Regions from separate parts of the Mus musculus genome. Here region 1 is linked to region 2. Evidence: chromatin contacts called from public Hi-C data. All regions are on one chromosome and are shown on one strand. Each heading gives the region's core, a stretch centred on a gene start, on an enhancer-like site or on the middle of the called end of the contact. The rest is flanking DNA. Distances are from core to core; before and after follow the strand shown.

Region 1 (7,592 bases), core at 2,777-5,276, 48 kb before region 2:
TAGCACATGTAGAAGGAATTTTTTGTAGACAAATTTCTATTTAATAGTTGCTCGAGGCAGAACTGTATACAAGGTAGTCGGGTTCTGTCCGTCATTTGTCTTATTTTCATTTTTTCTTTTTTTTAAAATATTTTTATTACGTATTTTCCTCAATTACATTTCCTTTGTCTTATTTTCTAAACAACAGTAAATGTATAATCACTCCATTCCTAATAGAAATGTAAGACCTGAAAAAAATCACGTAAACATTCAGTAAAATCAGTGTGTATCTATTTTAAAAAATTCCCTTTAACAAAATTGTGGTTAATATTATGTATTGAATCTTATGTCAAATGTATTTTAAGGCTTCTCTTTAAGTGCAACAATTTGTGTACCAGACATTTCATGAAAACACAAGTTAAAGATAACTTGGAAAATTTAATTATACATTAAGTATGGCTATGCAAGTAAAGGAGCTAGCTGGACCCTCTTAATACAGTCTTGTCAAGAGGCAAAGGCAGGAATATCAAATGTATGCAGCATTGGTGGGAGAGCAGTTACAGGGGCCTGGCTTCTATTCCCAAGGCACCATTCAGTCAGTCAATCAGGGCCACAGCATGCAATCAGAATTCTGTGTATGACCATTATCCCCATATTCTCTTCAATGATTTTTCTTTAATAGGCATATTATTTCTGAAACGTGATCACTATGAATTTACTAGGATCATATGATAAATCAGTTTGTCACTTAGACATCAATAACTTTCTATCTCCCCTAAGTAAAATTACAAATGACAGTTTGAAAATATCACCCACTTCTACCCATAACACCTTGCTCTTAGAAAAGTGTTCTGTTTCTCTATTTTTCTGCCAAGTAGAACAATATTTATCTACAGACAAAACAGACAAGCTAATAAACCAGTTATTCCATCTAAAGCTGGTATTATCCATGATTATCTTTAATCCATTCAAGAAAAACTAATAAAAACATGGTTTAAAGTCTTATCTGAAGTTTAGGCACAACCTGATCTGATGGATTCTGAGGACAGAGCTATTCATGAATGCTCTGTCCTTAGTAAGCCCCTGAAATTCATAGTGGTAACAGTACTGAGCCAAAGAATATATCTATCTTCCCTGTCTCACGAGCAAATAAATGCTCAGGTAGGCAGTGGTATGAAATCCTTGAATCTTCATAGGAAAGCTGATTATTATAGCAGGGAGATCTCTGAGCTTCAAGCCTATAATTCTGCCCTGAACTTTTGGATACTTGAAGTCATGGTGAACCCTCACAAAGTGTTACATTTCCAAATCTCAGATTCCTTCATTGTCAAGCTCTTCCTGTGCAATAACCCTGTCAACAGGATAGCGTACACATTCAGCATTGTACCTTTCAGGGATGCAGGTCCTCAATTAGCAATGTGAACACATATCTCAAGATGATGCGCATGTGTGTGCTTTGGATTCAGTGATTTAGAAAATATGACAGCATGCCTTAGCAATTGAGGCCTTCCAAAATGACATTAAGTGCATGACACTGTCTTGGCTATGTTGCTTTGTTTGTTTCACATAGTAGGGCCAATTGTGATATTCACCCAACAAATGACTCAGCAAGTAAAGGTGCTTAGTGCTATGTCTACAGTAACAGTGTGATTCTGAGACCCACATGGTTGAAGGAGAAAATCTACACTATGTTGTCCTCTGACCATGCATGTTTACCATGGCAAGCATGCACACCTGCTTCCCTACACAAACATGCACTCACACACATACAGACACACATGCATGCACACCAACACAGGCATAATGCAATAAATAACTGTATTAAAATTACTATTTTTCTTTCTTAAGATTATCTCATGATGGAAAGGAATGTCTTTAACTCTTCAATATGTTTGTTCAGAATCTCCTTTCTCTATATGATTGCATCTTGGTGCAATGTGAAAGATATGGGGATGCCTTCTCTCCTAACTTGTGTAAAATCTTTAAATCCTGGCCTTAGAGAACAAAACTCCAGAGCAATGGGCAGGATGACATAATTTCATTTTTAAAAGATCTTTTAGGTACCTATATATGAGGAATATTTATGAATAATCCACCACATATACATAAAATGTCCAATGATGATGTCTATCCTAATGTAATTTTTGTTTGTTGGTTTTCGTTTGTTTGTTTTGCTTTGATAAACTCTCTTTCAAAAAGCAACTTGAGGTGGTTTGTGGTTTGCATGAGACTGGTCCCCTAGGCTTATGTGTTTGAACATTTGGTTTGCACTTGATGGAACTGTTGGTCTTGTTTGAGAATGAGTGTCATTGTGTGTGAGCTTTGAGGTTTCCAAAGATTTTGCACCATGCTAAATATGATCTTTCTCTGTCTCTTGCTTGTGGGTCAAGATTTGAGCTTAATACTGCTCTTGCCACCATGGTTTTGTTGTGCCATCATGGCCTCTAAGCCTCTAAAATTGTAAGCCCAATAAAATCCTTTGTTTTATATATTTCCTTTGTCATGGTGTTTTGTCGGCAATTAAAGTAACTAAGAAAGGAGAAAAGGGCTCATTTCATCTTATGGCTTACAGTCTAGCATAAAAGAAAGCCTTACGAGATTTCAAGGCAGGACCCTGCAGATGAACAATAATCTTGACCAGAAACCTTGAAGGATGCTGCTTGCTAGCTAGCTCCCTGGCTTGTGTTTAACAAACTTTTTAGTGTAGCCAAGTCGCATTTGCCTAGGGGTGGCACCACCAAGACTCACTAGGCCCTCCCAAATTAATTGCAATAAAAAAAAAAATACCTCATAGACATAGTTTCAGGTCAATCTGATGGAGGTAATTCTTCAGTCCTCCCAGGTAACTACTGGTTAGTATCAAGTTGACAGCTGAAGTTAATACTGATAATAGTCAAATAAAAAAATCTAGAAGACTTTTACTTTGATTTTAGTATATTTTTCCATATTTAATCTCTCTTTACAATGGATTTTGAAAGCCAGGCAGTAGGTAAAAGTCACTAGACTCAAATAGAATTGAATTTTATAGAATTTCTACATATATTGTTAATCTGGACACTGTGTTCCAAACAATAGTTCGAATAACATGTTTCTCAATAAAATTGTATCATGTGCAAAGTGTGTTATTGAAATACTACATTCATCTTTGTTGCCATAAAGATGCAAAATGCTTTATTATTTTAGGGTCAAACTAAACAAAGTTAAGTGGTTTCTATACTGGAGGAATTAACATTTTCAAAGAATATTTTGGTAAAGAATGTAAATTTCAACAAGCATGATCCTTCCTAGTTTGTCATTTTACAGAAGTGCTTCTGAGGTAGGTAGCAAGATTCTATTCATTCCTGCTAGTCTTCGCCTGTGAACTTTACCAATAAAAGTTTCACTATATTTATTTATTTATTTATTTATTTATTTATTTAGTTAGTTAGTTAGTTAGTTAGTTGTAGTGCCAAGGATGACTAGAGGATCTAGTATGAGATCACTATTGAAACAATAATCCTGAATGAGTATCAGAAAGAATTCAATTATATATATATATATATATATATATATATATCCATAGAATACTAAGTAGGTGAAATCAGAGCAAATCAATTGGCAAAAAGTATTCCATAAGAGTTTTAGGTGTGGTCATGCCTGATCTACATTATAAGATTAAAAATTAAAGTAAATAAAAATGCCTTTACAATGAATAAACCTCAAATGCTGTAATTCAGGACTCTGAATTCAGAACTCTGGCTAGGAAAAAGCTCAGACTCAGAAAAAATTTGTGAAATTTTAATAGTAACATAACCATAAATATGTTTTAATAGAAAGACAGAAATCATTGCTACTGTAACACACAGCATAAAACAACCCAGAAATAGACTATGTGTTTGCCTATAAGAAAATACAGATTAATGTTAGAATGATGGAATTATTACGAAAGTATTTTTTTCTCAACCTGACTCTTTAAAGGAAGAATTCTTTCTCTCAAATCCATGACAGATGGTAACCCAAATTCTGCTTGGATACTTCCAGTAATGAAATCTCTACCTGGCAAAGCCGACACTGCACTGTTGGGTGGATAAGACTGGAAGAAAGCTGTTTCCTTGTGATTTTCACCCTCTGGTGTACACAACATTCATTCTCCCTTTGAAAAGTAGTTGATGTGTAATTTGAGACAGTTTGCATAAATTTAAGGCGCAAAGATAAAATGAATGAAAACAGTAGCATAATGAGACTTTATATCCTGTGGATGTTTCTACATACAGCTGTAAGGGATCACTCCTCCATGGAGAAACGACCTCTATTTGAAGGACAAATGTGAGAGTCCTAGATGCGATCAGTTTGGAAAAGATTCATGCAAGAATCAATGTTGGTCACCAAATCCCTTTCTTCATGCTGTATTGTCTTATAGGCAACGAAAAATAATTTTTATCTAACCAGTTTTATGGATATATTGGGCTGTATATAACACCAACATAGCTTTAAATCCTGCGAATATCACAAGAAGTTTATGCAGGTCAGCATCTATTATCAACTGGAGTGTCTTCATCCCAACTCTACTGTCATCTGCTCTCTTACCTGAACAAGAACTCATCACATCTTTTCTTGTTTCTGAGAAATATTCACCAGACATTTATTTACCACAGTATTTCCTCAAAATATGTTTTTTTTTGCATTTTATTTTCTATTGTAAATTTATTTCAGTATTGGTCTAGAGAGTTCACTACAGATTTAAAATGCCAGAATGATGTTTCTGCAAGTGTTTTACTGTCAGTTTGACACAGCCTATAATTCCCTGGAAAGACACTCTGAATAAAAAAACCTTCTATATTGACCTCTCGGCTTAATGGGAGGGTTGTCTTAGTTAGCTGATTAATTGATTCATTGATTAATTGATGTGGGAATAGCCCCCCTAGTGCTCCTAGCAATGTTACCTAGATATGGTGTCCTAGACAACTTAAGAACAGAGAAAGTATAAACAAGCAAATGAGTGCATATTCATTCATTCTTTCCCTGTTCTTGAATGTTGCTGTGATGGGACTAGCTGTCTTAAGCTCCCACTGCAGGGACTTCCATGCAGTGCTGAACTATAACATGGGGATGGGAGCGAAACTAAACCTTTACTCATCTAAGTTCCCTTTTCAAAGTATTTTATTACAGCACCAGAGATTAAACTTGGAGGCCATATCCCAATCGATGTTTTCTGAATATTCCACTTCATTAATTCCCGTGACTTCTAGGGTCCCTACCACCTAGACTTTGTCACAATTTCTCTTGTCTCTATCACTCTTTCCTTACTGTCGCCTTTCAATCAGTTCCTGTTCACTCTTTAGGACCTACATCATATGGCATGTGATAGAGGAAACTGCATTTAATGATGGGTTCTACAGCTTTGTTGTTTTCTCTGTTGCCTGTATTCAACTCTAAGTTAGACATCTTCCAACACACTGTGGTGATAACTGGATATTTTCCCTGGAACAGTGTTTATTAGGTCACAGTGCCTTATGTGCTTTCTCTTCCAATACCTTATAAATTGTACAAAGTTGGGATCATGCTTTAAGTATGCAGTCTATATTACCACTGTCGGAAAATGGCAGACAGTAAGAAATTAATAGTATTGTCTGGGAATAAATCAGTAAAAAAAAAAAAAAAAAAAAAAAGCTGAGTCCAGTTTTCTGGCTTTGGCTTGGTTGCATGTCTATTTTTAAGGAAAGAAATCATAGAATTGTTTGGTCATATTTCAGTTCAAATATACCTGCTGAGAACTCCCCTGACTAAACACAATCTGCAGTTATGTACTATTACACATGCTACAAAGTCACTTGTGGTCTCAATCAAGATGTTTTGTTTTGTGAATTATCTATCTTTTTGCTTTGGGTTTGTTTTCTGACTAGAGTGGGAAATTATCAAAAGTTCCAGTTATTGTGGTCAATAAAATATGCTAGTACCATCAAGGACTGACATAGAATGTGTAGTTCAATAATTGTTGGAAATAAATGATATATGCAACAATTCTAAATATAATACAAAAACATTGTAACTACAATATAACAGGCAGTGAAATTTGTTGAGGGAAAAAGATACTTCACAAAAAAATTAAATGCTCTGGATTTAGACCATAGCTAATGTTAACTGTTTTCAGAGAAAAATTGGCCTCAACTGAAGAGATGTTTCTGGAAATAACAGCTATGTTTCTCCAAATGGAGAAAGTTGCTTTAAAAGAAAAGAAAACCTTCACAGGCAAGGGCAGAATATGGACCTGGGGTAAAACTAATCATTAGTAAATCTACACAGAGACCAGTAATGGAAGAAACACAAATGAGACAAGCCTTCATCTAAACTAGCAGGTCACTGTGAGTATACTTTGGCTAATCAGCAACAATTACCTTTACTTCCACCCAGCATGCAACAAAATACTGCTATATTCAAAATGCAGTGTTTTGTTTAATGTATTTTGTATAATCATAATAATAAATTCACAGGTAAGTAATTTGTCATTTTTTTTGTGGTTACAAAATAAGGAAAGTAAGAGTTCATAACATAAGGCAATAATGATTAAAACAGAATTTGAGCTCTGAACTGTCTGCAGCCAAGCCCGCCACTGCTACATGGTGAAGATCAGTATGGGGGGGGGCTGCAAAGAGGACTCTGCAATTAAGAGGATGAATTGCTCCTGCAGAAATCCTGAGCTGGGTCCTGAGTATACATGTCAGGTGGCTCACAACCATCTGTAACTCCTGCTTCAAAGAATCCGATGCATCTGGCCTGTACATTCACCTGCAGTCACATGCAGGAACCCATACACTGGCACATGCAGACACTTAAAAATAACAATAAGTAAAACCAAGAACCAAAACAACAACAACAAAAAACCACAAAAAGCTTAATGTGTAGAATGAAATGGACAATACAAATTAACTAGTATTAAACTAACATACTTTGGGACAGAAGGATTTACTGTTTCAGACACAAAATCTATTTATATTTGCACCCATCTCACACAGAAGGTATGATCTTTCAGCCTTACTTTCCTGAGCTCTGAGGATTCAGTTGTGCATCAGTTCCCTCAGCTCTGCATATAATATTTTTGTGTACATTTGTTTTAACTGTGAGTTGTTACTTTTAGTCTGGGGTGAAATTTTCTACTAATAGTTTAGGTGCTCAAAACTTCTGGAGTTGGTAATCCTTCTGGTTCTGATGTTCTAATTATAGATATGTCCAATACTCAATGTGCACAGGAGTTTGGATCTAAAAGGGTGCAGTGTCCATTGTGTGTGTGTGTGTGTGTGTGTGTGTGTGTGTGTGTGTGTGTGTGTATGGTGCCCAACTGTCTTACATTTCTGGATGTAGAAACCCAAAGAATTTCTTGAGAAAATGACAAACCCAACTAAGTATTTAGGCAATAGAGACACAGCTATATCCATCCTCCAGGTTCAGAGATGTTTATATCACTCAAGGTAAGTCAATAAGACTCTACTTCTCAATTTTTGGTCTAGGGCACTGGAATACATATTTTCCTTTGTAGACTGGAGTCTTTTATCTTTTAAAGAGAAGGGCAACCCTTGAAAACAAGCTGCTTAAAAATAAAGAGAAAGGGTGAATACAGTCAAGAGACGAAGACTCAT
Region 2 (7,457 bases), core at 1,273-3,772:
TAAGAAAGTACACTTGGTATTAATCTTGCCTTTTTGGATAAAGACTGGCCAGTTTTTTATTTGATTTCAGTGGATTAGCAGAAGGGGTTAAAGGAGATGGAAGGTGGTGGGAGGGGCAGAGATGTCAAATGTCATTAAGTACTAGGAATCAATTTCCTAAAGCAACAAGTGGGCATCAACACCCCAGAACTAATTACTTAGTCACTCTGTGAGAGTTTAGTTTGTATGATAGACTTCCTGGTAGGTTTTTGTTTGGTTGTTTTATTTATTCATTTATTTATTTAGTCACATTTAAATGCTCCTTTTACCATGACTAAGCCCCAAACACAGAACTGTAACTCGACAAACTGAGGCTTTCAGGAAGCTGTGAGAGCCATCACTTCTGCAGGGGGCCTTCCAGCATATTGCTGCCTGTACAAGTGAATGTGTGAGATACTTTACTCACTCTGTATTGGATCCAAATTGGGAAAAGTGCAAAAAACCAGCAGTTGTTTTGTAATTACACATGCCATGAATTCCAGAGCAATATACTATTCTCCTGTCCCCACATTATACACATATTCAAACATACTCCACCCCCCCCAGCAACTGCACAGCCCCCACACAGTCCCCATTATAGAGACGTATCTATGAGCATTAATACTCACCATATTGACCTCAGAAACCATATCAATGCTGGCAATATCAATGTTCATTCCTACGGCCACAGGGGGACCTGCAAACCAAGATGGTCAGCCATGTGACTTCTCAGAACTTAGTCATTCATACGAAGAGTTGTCACTGGGAACTCTAAAGAAACCCCCTCTGTAGAGCTAATCCATATATTCATTACTTTCCCATATCTTTGCAGTATGAATGTGGGGATACTCTTCTAGGAATATGCACACATGTGCTGGTCAGACAATGTTGCCAGCTCTGTCTACACATGTTGATGTCTCAGCATGTGAATTCCTACAACTCACAGAGCCCTAGGGATTCGTGTAGATTGCATTGAAACCCCCTCTTTTTTTCCCCACCCACTTCTGTGTGTAGGTTTTAACTCTTTAATTCCATTAAGAGTCTGAGCAAAATTAAATGGCCACACTAGCATATCTGGGGCTCCAGGGAGAGATGCCCCTTTTTCCTCTGCTATCTTTATTCTCAATTCCCCAGAACCCCTTCTCCCCTATGCCATTCGCATATAGGGCTGGGTGGAATCCCGACATGAGCCACTTTAAACCATGGCCAGAACTCTTCTAAAGTAGATGGGCACAGAGAGTTGAAGCCACCTCTCAGCCAACCGCCTGCACACTGTGTCCTCAAAAATACTCACATTATAAGACATCCCCGGCTGGGCACACTGTTAACTAAACTTAAGAGGTTTGTATCTCAAGAAACCTCAGACTGGGAACAAAGATGTATCACGGTGAAGGAGAACGAGAGCGGTTACAAAGTCTGGTCACACTCTAAGGGGGTCTTCTTGAAAGACCTCTCAAGTGCTGGACAGAAACTGGCTTAAGTTTGGATCTGTTTCTCAGCAAGGTAAAATAGGAAAACATTCTATACATCACATGCGCCCACAACTAAGGAGAGGAAAGAGAGTGCACACAAAGCCCAAAAGACAGCTTGGGCTGGAGCTGGGCTGTTTCTTATTTGCAAGGCAATCCCATTACCTCCAAAATCTGGTCTCAGACGAATGTCATAGCCTTTCAACAGTCTGTCCACCGTCTCTTTAACCAGCGACATATTACTAGGGTCATTGACACTAAAGAAAAAAATGACAATAACCAGGAATGAATAAAGAAGACAGCACGGCATCTTCAACAGCCCTGCTCACAGAGAGGTATGCAGACAGAGCCCTGACAAGTGAGAAAGGAAAGGGACACTTACCTCTGAGCACAGACAGCGGCGATTATTAAGGGAAATGACCAAATCCCAAAGTAGCCCCTTTTCCGGACTCTCCACATCCCTTTAGGTTCTGGTGGGATTGAGGGATTCACTGAAGAGAGGAGATCCAACTTAGTCTGCCCAGTGCAGTAATTCTAATGTGGAGCGCATGCGCACGGCGTACCAAAACATCAAAGGGGCAGCGGCGGCTGCCGGGGACCGAGATTTCCTTGTTTAAAAAAATTAAAGGGGAAAAAGGAAAAGAAGCATATATATGTGTAATATGTACATGTTTGAATAATATTAAACTACTACCCCAGAAATGCATCCAGAGTAAAATCTTCGTTGGTTTTTTTTCTTTCTTTCTTTAAGACAAAAGCAACCAGAGCGTCTGGTAAGTTTCTGTTCTAGGAGGTAGTTGCACCTCACGACGTGGTGGGATTTTAGAGAGAGGGAGAGAGAGAGAGAGAGAGAGAGTGTGTGTGTGTGTCCCCTTAAATATTAAAAAGAAAAATAGGAGTAGGGTGTAGGGAGGAAGATTGGTTCCTGAAACCCTTCTCCTCCCGGTCTAAGCCAGTTGAAAGGGGCAAGGAGTTGAACTTTATTTCCTTAAGAATAGCAATCCCCTGCCTGGGACAAGCGGAGGAGGTGGGGGTGGGGTGGGAGCGCTAGGGGTGGGGAGGGGAGCAGTGGGAACCAGAGTCCGAGGAGGAGAAAAAAAACCAATGGGAGGAGTGCTGAGCAAACGTTGGATTTTGAGCGAGGGGGGGTGGGGGTGGGGAGTGGACTGTGAATATGAAAGAATCGGAATGGCTTTGAGAAGAAAGGGGAAGGATACAGGAATCCAAAGATGCTCGTTTTTCCTGGGAGTCAAGGGGCGAGCTTTTTCTTCACTACTCACGAGTGATTTCTTTCTCTTCCTCCTGCTCCCCCTTTGCCCCCTGTTCCCTGGGAAGAAAACCTCGGGGTCCTGGTTTCTGGCGCTGTGACGCTCCTGACCCGCTAGTCCAGCTATTTATAGCAGGAGGGGGAGGGGGCGAGGGGAGCAGTCAGGCAAAGGCTTCTCTGGGTTTGGGTCTGACTCTGCACTAGGAAATTATAAGTGGTCAGGATGAGGTGTGTGTGTGTGACTGAAGAACAAAAGAAGTGGGGGCGTGAGGGACAGAGGGTGACAGGCGTTCCAGCACAGGTGCGGGGCCAAAAGGCATCCAGTGCGAGGGCGGGTTGCGGGGTGGGATGCGCTCCTCTGGCCCCCCACGCCTCGCGGACGCACGCGCACCGCGCGCGCGCGCGCGCGCACACACACACACACACACACACACACACACACACACACACACACAGACACACACGAGACACGTGCATTCACAGTCCTTGCCACCCACCACTCCTTACCTCACCAGCAGGAGCTCGCCGCCCACTACTGTGGCCCAACGGAGCTGCACCACTGCCGCTCTGCTCTGGACAGTTGAAGCTGCACCTCTGCGTCCAAACCCAGTGGTTCACAGAAGACAGGCACAATGAAGGAACCCCGAGACCGTTTGAGCCACCAAATCACCTATCTACACACCACAATTTTCCCTCATCCCTTTCCTAGCCCAAGGGGACCCAAGGCTGCCCCCTTCCCTCCAGCTCCAGGCTCAACACGGACACCAGATCCAGACTCATTTCATAGGAAAAATCATTTCCTCTGCTTGGGGCTCGCTGGAGGAGGGGAGGAGTTGCGGGGGGGGGGGGGGGAAGAGGATGCCGAGAGCACCGGGACTGGGATGCCCTAGAGTCGTGTTCCTCGTTTTATCCTGAAGACAGGGAGGGAGTACAGCAGGTGCATCAACTACCCTGGCACTCTTTGATGAAGAGGTAGAAAGGCAGAACTCAACACTGGGTCCTGGACCCCAGTATCCAACCTAAATCTACTACTGAGCCTTGTCATTTACCGAGAGTCCCTACCATGTGCAGAAAGCCGCGCTTAAAGCAATATTAGCTCAAAGTTGACTCCTTAGTGACCCCATTTTACGGGTTTAGAAACTAGCACATCGATCGGAGGAACATGTCCAAGGTCATTTCTGTGGAGAAGGGTGGAAAGTGAGTTGTGCTTATAAAGCAGTGTTTCTAACCCTTAGACTAGACTACCTCAACTCTTAAAGTTCAGAACCTCACACTCTGCTAGCTCTCTGCTGCCACGCGGGGGACCTCCAAGCGCCCACTGCGCCTGTGGGATGGGAAAGCTCACAGATTACAACAGACTGGTGGTCCAGCAGGTCTCTCTGGTGAGAGCAGAGACCAGATCCCCAGGGATCGCAGCTAGCTTGGTGCTACAAGATTCCAACTGAAGGCTTTTTAGTCTCCACTGTGACCACGTTCAGCTTCCCCTTTTGACCCACATAGTACAAGACACCCCTACCCCCACTTCCATCCCCTTGCGCGCATCTCAGGAAATTAAGAGTTATTATTCTGGGGCAGTTTAGAGAGGTGACTCCAAGGGAACTGTGGAGAAGGGATGGTTGCCAGCAGGAATCTGATAGTTTCCCTAGGGCAGAAGACAAACCAAAGGGAAATAATCTGGGGAAGTTTCTAGGTTAAAGACAGGTAAAACATAGCACCATAAACACAGAGCAGATGCATCACTGCAGGACTATCTGCAAGGCTGGAGGCTTACATGAGAATGCGCGCGCACACACACGCACACAAACACACACACACACGCACACGCACACACACACACACGCACACGCGCACACACACACACACACACACACACACACACACACACACACACTCACGCACGCGCACGCACGCACACGCGCACACACGCACACACACGCACACACTGGTGTGGGGCAGAGGCACCTTTTGCTGACTTCCTTTTCTTTGCTCTTACAGTAATAGTAACATTCAAGACCAATGTAATGAAAAGAGAAAAATATGTTTCAATAACCAAAAGATTCCCAAAGTAGTTAGCCAATAATTTGATCAAGTCTTAGAAAATTCCTTTATCTCCAAAAAAACATCTCCAAATACAGACTTCTTTCTATTAATTAATCCTCTTATCCATCCATCACGTTCAGGAAGGTTTTCTAGTTTGGGCTGAAAGTATGAAATTCAGGAAACAAAATAAATCACAAAATTCTCTCACATCCATCCAAAATAATAATAGTAATGCATTAAATGATTAAATAAGTGCATATTGAAAATCTATTAAGAATGGGTCTTCTCAGACACCTAGAAATAGCTGCAAGACACTGATGCTTCTAAACTGTGGTCTCCTTTATTTATCTAAGTCTAGATAAATGTTAATACCGTTTTCTCCATTGGGTTAATGCTGAATGATGTAATCACTTGAGTAGCATTTGTCATGTGATTAGCACATATTAGCAGTCTTTAATGAATGGATACAAAAGCAAACAATGTGGAGTGGCAGTCATCTTTAAAGACTGGAAGAACACAGATCGGATGCAATTATTATAAATTTGCCTGAGGAGAATAAAAGAGCAGCCATTTGGAGAAAATCAAAAGAGCCTTTTGAAGGATGAGAAAACAGAATGTCAGAAGAGGGAAGGAGACCATTTGCCTCTATGTGGTAGCTCCCGGGGACATCTCTTATCCTTGACTCCAGGGACTAATATTAAAAATACACTTATTCTAGTTATAAGACGTAAGATGGGCATGCCTAAAATAGATCGTACTCCTGAGACTCTCGGGAAGATCTGCTGGTATAGCTACTTAAGAAAATACAAAACTGGAAAAGGAAAAAAAAAATCTCCTTAATCTGAAGTTATATGGACCCATGGAGAGCTTGGTTTTATAGTCATCTCTGAGTCTCTAGTATGTAGATGTGAAGTAGCAACAACCATCCACTGTCTATCACTCTTCTCTTTGTGTACTATTTATTCATCATTATGGATAAATGTTATTTGATCAGCAATGACCACAATCATCTGAAGACAGATATGCCCCTCACCCTCTTGGAATGTATATTCTAATATGGCAAATGATGATCATAGAAATAATTGCAAGCTGAACACATGAAAATGAAATGGTCTCTAATGTTTAATGCTTACTCACTCTGAGGCTGTAGGTAAAACTTGTAACTGAAGAAACGATTCACATCATGAAATTTGAAAGGTAAGCTATCCTTGGGCTGGAACTAAACAAAAACTGCCTTTCCTGTTGGTTAATTCCAACAGTACATAGAGGTGTCATACAGGCAGCCATGAACCGTAGGAGCTCCAATGCCAACTAATCAGGCAAGAGGAGCTAGCTTGTACAATAGCTGCACAACTGTTATGGACTGACCAAAAACCCTGAGAGCATATTTGAGGCCCACTCTACAGGAGAGGACACATGCATGACTGCTACTTTCAACTTGTTTAAAAACCATTCATGGGGTATAATAGACCTCGAGGGACCTCATCACTGCAGTTTGCCTACATGATATGGCAGTGTAGATGATTATGTTCAGATACATATAGACAAATGTATCTCTCTCACCCTAATAGGCAGAAGCTTCTCTTTGCAGTGAATAACAGTGAACTTGAAGACTCACGGCTGCTCAAGCATGCTCCACTATGTTCATAGCAGCCTTATTTATAATAGCCAGAAGCTCGAAAGAACCCAGATGTCCCTCAACAGAAGAATGGATACAGAAAATGTGGTACATTTACACAATGGAGTACTACTCAGCTATTAATAACAACGGATTTATGAAATTCTCGGGCAAATGGATGTATCTGGAGGATATCATCCTTAGTGAGGTAACCCAATCACAAAAGAAGTCATTAGATATGCACTCACTGATATGTGGATATTAGCCCAGAAACATAGAACACCCAAGATACAATTTACAAAACACAAGAAAATCAAGAAGAGGGAAGACCAATGGGGGGATATTCCATTCCTCCTTAGAATAGGGAACAAAATACCCATGAAAGGAGTTACAGAGACAAAGTTTGGAACTAAGATGAAAGGATAGACTATCCAGAGACTACCCCACCTGGAGATCCATCCCATAATCAGCCACCAAACCCAGACACTATTGCATATGCCAGAAAGATTTTGCTGAAGGGACCCTGTTAAAGCTGTCTCATATGAGGCTATGCCAGTGCCTGGCAAATACAGAAGTGGATGCTCACAATCATCTATAAGATGGAACAAGGGGCCCCCAATGCAGAAGCTAAAGAAAGCACCCAAGGAGCTGAAGGGGTCTGCAACCCTATAGGTGGAACAACAATATGAACTAACCGGTATCCCCAGAGCTCGTGTCTCTAGCTGCATATGTAGCAGAAGATGGCCTAGTCGGCCATCACTGGAAAGAGAGGCCCATTGGACTTGCAAACTTTATATGCCCCAGTACAGGGGAATGCCAGGGCCAAGAAGCAGGAATGGGTGGGTAGGGGAGTGGGGGGAGAGTATGGGGGACTTTTGGGATAGCATTTGAAATGTATATAAAGAAAATATCTAATAAAAAAAAAGATTGTTAGACTAAATGATGCTTGAGTGCTCAGCTCTTAACAGGACACTTTTAATACTACAGGAAGAGGCAATTAAGGCAATGCATGATCCAGAAGATAGGAAGAGAGCAAAATGCTATC

Evidence for each region. A called contact is a pair of places that touch in the nucleus more often than the background predicts.
Region 1: a contact with region 2 is called in a Hi-C map of cerebellum, with 2.4 times the contacts expected there. The contact joins the enhancer-like site here to the promoter of Gabrb2 in region 2. A contact is called at or near these places in 1 of 484 Hi-C or Micro-C datasets (cerebellum) and 3 of 9 other capture datasets (adipose tissue, liver and pancreatic islet).

Annotation. Positions count from the first base shown.
Region 1 is chr11:42,465,010-42,472,601 of GRCm38.p6, reverse strand. The region is part of intron 3 of Gabrb2 (gamma-aminobutyric acid (GABA) A receptor, subunit beta 2); the gene reads right to left. Among named protein-coding and RNA genes, the nearest start is that of Gm34591, 48 kb to the right of the region's middle. Within about 2 kb of position 4,026, at least 3 of the 459 cell types and tissues checked have an H3K27ac peak or open chromatin away from gene starts, as enhancers often do. A contact at or near this core is called in cerebellum, where this site is marked.
Region 2 is chr11:42,415,839-42,423,295 of GRCm38.p6, reverse strand. It overlaps Gabrb2 (gamma-aminobutyric acid (GABA) A receptor, subunit beta 2), which reads right to left and starts at 2,522. Exons shown (of 9, transcript NM_001362647.2): 1 at 1,870-2,522; 2 at 1,653-1,744; 3 at 648-715. The coding sequence starts at 1,946. It overlaps Gm34591 (a long non-coding RNA gene), which reads left to right and starts at 2,081. Exons shown (of 3, transcript XR_388590.4): 1 at 2,081-2,260.